Linked DNA regions of Sus scrofa: region 2 is linked to region 1. Evidence: chromatin contacts called from public Hi-C data. All regions are on one chromosome and are shown on one strand. The core of a region is the stretch at or near the end of the contact, and the rest is flanking DNA. Distances in the headings are between cores, read along the strand shown. Region 1 overlaps SYNE1 (nesprin-1). Region 2 has its middle 280 kb from the start of ESR1.

Region 1 (3,283 bases), core at 73-2,572:
GGACAAGCAAGATGCTGCTTTAATGTAAACATTTTATTTCTATTTTATTTTTTTGTCTTTTTGTCTTTTCAGGGCCGCACCCTTGGCATATGGAGGTTCCCAGCCTAGGGGTCTAATATGCCACAGCCAAAGCCATGCCGGATCCAAGCCACATCTGCAACCTACACCACAGCTCATGGCAACTCCGGATCCTTAACCCACTGAGCAAGGCCAGGGATTAAACCTGTAACCTCATGGTTCCTAGTCGGATTCGTTTCCACTGCACCATGATGGGAACTCCAAATGTAAACATTTTACATTAAGTATTCTATTAGAAATAAAGAAGGTTCTCCTCTAGAAGAATAAAATAAATTTGTTACAAAATCTTTTTTCTGACTTGTATGCATGCACGCACGCGTGCACAGCCTATTAGGAATGACGACTCCTGGTTTCCAAAAATAATTTGAAAATGTATCACTTTTTGTAGATTAATAACACATCTTTCTGAGGACATACATTCAATAAAAGGGATCAGTCCTATAACTCTTCGATAAAGGCAGTATTTGGCATAGTGAGGGACCACCCTTAGAAACACATCTCTTGTTACTTATGTGCTTAAGTTAGGAGAGCTTATTATTCAGCAGATTCCTAAGGAATTCAATTTGGAAAACCACGGCTACCCTTTGATCAGCATTTTCCAATCTAAAAGGTACTTTCAAAATTAACATCAGATTCAACTTTCACGATTTCATAAATTCAGTAGCATTGTTTCCCAGGACAAATGAGGGGACTGAGGGACTTTGCAGAGACTCTCAGCTTAGAGGAAGAAAAGCTGAACTTTGCCCGGAGCCCGGGGGTTCTATCCACTATACTACTCTCTTTGCAAACTTCTACTTCCTCCAACTCTTCTGAGGAGCCCAAGTCTTGGCTTGCTTTTTAATAGGATCCAGAAGCCTGCCGCAAGTTCTGCGGCTGCCTCGTTATTTCTATCCCCAAGTAAACTAAACTGTTATCACATTTCAGCTAATAGCTACTGTCAGAGACTGAACACCCTGACTGCGGGGGCATTGGTTCGTTATATAATGGAGATCTACTTACAGGAGCAGCAAGCACACAGCCTTTTTATAACAGCTGCGATTTTATAAAGCTGTTATATTTGGCTGCTCCTGGAAACAGCTGTGCACATTCCATACGGTGTTCTGAATCCGCCAGTGGGAACGTATGGGAACTCTAAACGTTCTCAGTGTCTAGAGAAAATTTTGTAAATCCAAGCAGCGCTGACCCTGTTGCAGGATTTGTTCCTTTTCCTCTGACTTACATCACTGGCCAGAAATAATGCGTGGCTGTAATGAGGGGTTGATTTGTGTAACATCAAGCATTAATACTTTTGCTTCTAACAGTTTTCTGGAGTGTAGCTGTTTGCTATCAACGAAATAAAGATTCCCCCCGCCCCATACTTGCAGGACCATATACAAGTATGTTAAATTAATAATGTAACTTAAACTGATTTTTCCTGTGTTATAGGAGACAGGGTCAAAATGAGATCAAGACAAAGCACGATTTTGCTCATCATTCTGGGATTGGATTGAGCTTGACAGTTAAAAGAATCATAACAAAAATGCTTGCATATCTGATCATTTACAGAACAGTTTCCCATGCACATGGAAAGACATTTCATAAGATGTAGCACTGAGACTTCTAACTTTAGGAAAGGGCTATTCTTCCCACAGTGTCAGCCCGAAAGTCAATGTCCATTGTTCAATGTGAAAATTTCAAGAGCATCAGGCACCTTATATGGGATACATTTTTCCTACACAGTAAAAAAGCTGACTCTAGCCATATTTCTATGATTTCAATGACATCTGTGACCACAGGAAAGAACACATCATCAAAAAATGAGCAATTCATGTTTTAAAATCAGAATTTGGAGGACAGTTTCCCAAATTCTCCAGAATACTGTGGACTTCTCCTTTTTATTTTATTTTTTTAATTTCCTCTCATCACTTTCGTTATGATTCATCTTATGGCCACCTTTCTCTAGATTATAAGGTGCTTGAAGACAGGGGCCACCTCTGTCTCTTTCTTTGTTACATCTCTGGAACCCAGCACAAGAGTTCATGCCCGTTAGGTACTCACAATGTGCTTGATGAATTAATACCTTCCTTAGAGTGACATACATTTTTACCAAAAAAATTGTCTTATTTTATTCTTTCTTCATTTTATTTTCCCTTTTTGGGGGGAGGGGTTGGTGGATTCTCTTTAACACAGAAATCCTATTTTAAAAGTTCCTGCTGGAGTTCCTGCTGTGGCGCAGTGGTTAACGAATCCAACTAGGAACCATGAGGTTCTGGGTTCGATCCCTGGCCTTGCTCAGTGGGTTAAGGATCCAGCATTGCCATGAGCTGTGGTATAGGTTGCAGATGTGCCTCGGATCCCCTGTGCCTGTGGCTGTGGTATAGGCCAGTGGCTACAGCTCCGATTAGACCCCTAGCCTGGGAACCTCCATATGCCACGGGTGCAGCTCTAAAAAGCCAAAAATTAATTAATTAATTAATTAAAAAAAAACAGTTTTAGTTATCGTTAAAGCATCTTTTTTGTTTTCTATTCAACATTTTTATGACAATTTTTTGAAGTATTTAATTTAGTCTAATCTCTATTTAATATAATGTAGTATAATGTACACTAAAAGTCACCTCATAACAAAGTATTGTTCCGATTTTTGAGTCTGTTTGTTTTTGGCTGTGCCTGCAGCATGTGGAAGTTCTTAGGCCAGGGATCAAACCTGCTACAGAGCAGCGACCCAAACAGCAGCAGTGACAATGCCTGATCCTTAATCCATGAGCCGCCAGAGAATTCCCTTGTCCCCATTTTATAGGAAATAAAATTTAAGATTATTGAAAATTAAGAAAATTCAGAGCTACTTAGGCATTCCAATATATATACTAACAGACAGCCTTTCAAGTGGTTGACAGTTAGTAAATAAAAAAAAAAGTCTCACATAGCGATCATAAATTTTCCATCTTTTCTGGAGTCCCCGTCGTGGCTCAGTGGTTAACGAATCCGACTAGGAACCATGAGGTTGCAGTTTGATCTCTGACTTTGCTCAGTGCGTTAAGCATCCAGCGTTCCCGTGAGCTGTGGTGTAGGTTGCAGACGCAGCTCAGATCCCGAGTTGCTGTGGCTGTGGTGTAGGCTGGGGGCTACAGCTCCGATTAGACCCTTAGCCTGGGAACCTCCATATGCCGGCGGGAGCGGCCCTCAAAAGGCAAAGAGACAAAATAAATTAAATAAATAAAAATAAATT
Region 2 (3,355 bases), core at 50-2,549, 180 kb before region 1:
GGCTCCAGGCCACCTTCTCCAATGGGACATGTGCTTAAGCCTTTGGGGACATTCAGATTCAGAACTGCCATGTTTAGATTTGCTTCTCAAAAAATACAAAGTGGATGCCTTGGGGCAGCAAAATTTTCTAACTTGTAGTATTGGGACTACGTGTATTAAAAAGCTGGTTTGGGGAGTTCCCGTCGTGGCGCAGTGGTTAACGAATCCGACTAGGAACCATGAGGTTGCGGGTTCGGTCCCTGCCCTTGCTCAGTGGGTTAACGATCCGGCGTTGCCGTGAGCTGTGGTGTAGATTGCAGACGCGGCTCGGATCCCGTGTTGCTGTGGCTCTGGTGTAGGCTAGTGGCTACAGCTCCAATTCGACTCCTAGCCTGGGAACCTCCATATGCCGTGGGAGCGGCCCCAAAGAAATAGCAAAAAGACAAAAAAAAAAAAGCTGGTTTGGGGGGAGTTCCCGTCATGGCTCAGTGGTTAATGAGTCCGACTAGGAACCATGAGGTTGTGGATTCGATCCTTGGCCTTGCTCAGTGGGTTAAGGGTCCAGCAATGCCACAAGCTGCGGTGTAGGTCATGGATGTGGCGCGGATCTGGCGCTGCTGTGACTGTGGTGTACATAGGCTGGCAGCTCCAGCTCCAGTTCAACCGGTAATAGCCTGGGAACTTCCATAGGTTGTGGGTACAGCTCTAAAAAGGTAAGTAAATAAATAAATAAATAAATAAATAAAAGCCTGGTTTTAAATTCACAGGCATGGTGGCTGAAAATTGCAAAATCTGTAACTACCTCCGAAAGAGTAGCTCTAAAGCCGGGGGAGATATGTTTATTCAAGAGAGAGAACTTTCTACCGGAACGGCCTCCAGATAATCTGGGACACCTGGTAGGGTTCGGGCTTCCTGAGGGCTACTTGAAGTCTCAGAGTGCATATGAAATATTACTTAAGATCAGAGAAAGTGCTAAGTTTTGAATTTAAACAAGCTTTCACATTTTATGAGTAGAAAGGAAAAATTCCCATGAACTTTTAAGGCAAAAATGTGACGCTTCAAAGAAATATGGGCCTTTGGGCAGCATGCTTCATGCTTCGCCCCTCGAGTTCTGGAGACATGTTCCCCCTCTTGAGCAGCACTTCTTCTGCTAATGCCCCTGGAATTTGCTGCCAGCGTGCCTGGTTTCTGAGGTCACCCAGGCGCCCTCCCTGCGCCGGGTTTCTGCCAGGAGCTGCGGGTGAACTGAGGAGGGATTTTCGTCTGTCCCTTGGCATCAGGAGAAGCTCTATTTCTAGCTGATGACCTGAGATGTTGATGTCGGAGGCAGTGGCACCCTCACTGGCAGCAGGACCTGTTTCAGGATGATGGTAGCCGGGCCAGGTTCACTCCCTTCCCTTTTTAGCCAAAAGCCCGGCTCCTAGCTCCTGGCCCGGGATCAGGGCCGCGGCCCACAGCTTAGGGACTGGGTATCTGTGTAGAACTGACCAAAAATAAAATAAAACACACAGAAGCAAGGAAGCTGTGGGGTGGAGCTCCTTTTGTGGCTCAGGGGGTTACAAACCCAACTAGTATCCATGAAGATGCAAGTTCAATCCCTGGCCCCAGTGTAGCTGTGAGCGGCAGTGTAGGTTGCAGATGCAGCTTGGATCTGGCAGTGCTATGGCTGTGGTGTAGGATAGCAGCTGCAGCTCCGATTCAACCCCTAGCCTGGAAACTTCCATGTACCACAAGTGTGGCCCTGAAAAGCAAAAGAAAAAAAAAGCGCATTGGGGCAAAGGTTTTCAAAAGTGATTTTGAAATGGTATGAAATAACCTCAGGGGCCAGGCCCGTGAAGAGCAGACGAAGGGACTCCAAAACAGCTATCTCTGGACCCTTTGCCAGGAGCCAGTCCCCCAGATGGCCGTGGGGTAGACAGGGCCCCAGGCATCATCCCAGACTCAGTGTTCCCCGAGGCCTTTCTGCAGCTCTGCAACCTGTCATCAGATACCACTTCACTGAGAAATCAGTAATTGTGGTCAAGGCCAATGAGAGGTTTGTGAGCTGGTAAACACTGCACTGACTGAACGAATTCAGGCTCCATGGAGCGAAAGCTATAAAGGTTCCTGAGTATTTCCAGATTTACAGCCAAAAAGCACATGTCAATACCCAGGGACCCAGACCACAGGCTGGGGGACAGCAGGGACAAGGGGATGGTGCAGCCAGCAGGAGGGGCTCTTGCCACAGCCTCTGGGAGCTGCTCTGCATGGTGGTCCAGGCCCTGCTGGACCCTGGGTGCAGAGGGTCGCTGGGCTCAACCACAGAAAAGACAGCATTTCTTTCAAAATGAAGGGAAGGGCTGAAGGTACCACAACGGGGCTGCTAGAGGCTTCACTAAGACCAGCTTAAAAACTAGAGCAAGTGGCTGCCCGATGGGAGAGGGAGGGAGTGGGAGGGATGGGGAGCTTGGGGTTATCAGATACAACTTAGAATAGATTTACAAGGAGATCCTGCTGAGTAACATTGAGAACTATGTCTAGATACTCATGTTGCAACAGAACGAAGGGTGGGGAAAAAAAATGTATACATGTAAGAGTAACTTGATCCCCATGCTGTACAGTGGGGGAAAAAAAAAAGAATTAAGAGGGGAAGTGTGTGTTACCAAAGTATAGTTAATAAAATTATAGAATCTTAAAAAAACAAAAAAACAAAAACAAACAAACAAAACTAGAGCAAATGACCCATTCCTTCACCTTGGAATTTATCATTAAATATTCAAAAACACCCACTAACAATCTTTACAATTCGACCTATCTGTGAATGCTAAAAAAAAAAAAAAAAAAAAAATTTGTATGTAAGGAAAAGCCTTAGGGGGTTTATGAAAAGGGAGGAGGTTTTGGTAGAGAAGCTGGTTTTAAGTACTTGGCAGTGTTGGTACCAACTGCTTGCTTCTAGCCTAGGATCACGGGAACCCGAGTCCAGAAAGTGGAAAGACCCGGACCCCGAAAAGACAGAGCCCCAGGTGGCTCCAGACTTATTCTTATGGGAAAAGCTGCCAAGCTTTGGGTTTGATTTACAAAAGCAAAGGAAAGCCTCTTTCAGAGAGCTTAGAGCAGTGTGGAGATTTTTCATGTGTTTTCTCTGATTGCATAGAAGTGGGAAGATAATCTTTCAAATGTCCTGTGTCCCATTTCCAGTAAAGCATTCTGACAGGAGAGGCTTCCTATTTCCCAGTCCCCACCCCTCTGTGACCCCAGAGACTCTAGCTCTCAGCAGCTGCTGGGACTGCGTAGACCGACCTCTGGGGTATCACAAAGACCACCCAGAGAAGAGACTGCTTGATGAAAGCCCCCAGGAAATGGTGCCAGGACTTCTCTGAGCCAATCAAAAGGAGGC

Evidence for each region. Hi-C and Micro-C count contacts between places; a contact is called where the count stands out from the background.
Region 2: a contact with region 1 is called in a Hi-C map of skeletal muscle, with 6 times the contacts expected there. The contact joins two enhancer-like sites. A contact is called at or near these places in 1 of 47 Hi-C or Micro-C datasets (skeletal muscle) and 1 of 2 datasets of contacts at active chromatin or transcription factors (skeletal muscle).

Annotation. Positions count from the first base shown.
Region 1 is chr1:14,030,725-14,034,007 of Sscrofa11.1, reverse strand. The region is part of intron 97 of SYNE1 (nesprin-1); the gene reads right to left. Among named protein-coding and RNA genes, the nearest start is that of SYNE1, 320 kb to the right of the region's middle. Within about 2 kb of position 1,322, at least 9 of the 83 cell types and tissues checked have an H3K27ac peak or open chromatin away from gene starts, as enhancers often do. A contact at or near this core is called in skeletal muscle, where this site is marked.
Region 2 is chr1:14,210,690-14,214,044 of Sscrofa11.1, reverse strand. No RefSeq gene overlaps it. Among named protein-coding and RNA genes, the nearest start is that of ESR1, 280 kb to the left of the region's middle. Within about 2 kb of position 1,299, at least 4 of the 83 cell types and tissues checked have an H3K27ac peak or open chromatin away from gene starts, as enhancers often do. A contact at or near this core is called in skeletal muscle, where this site is marked.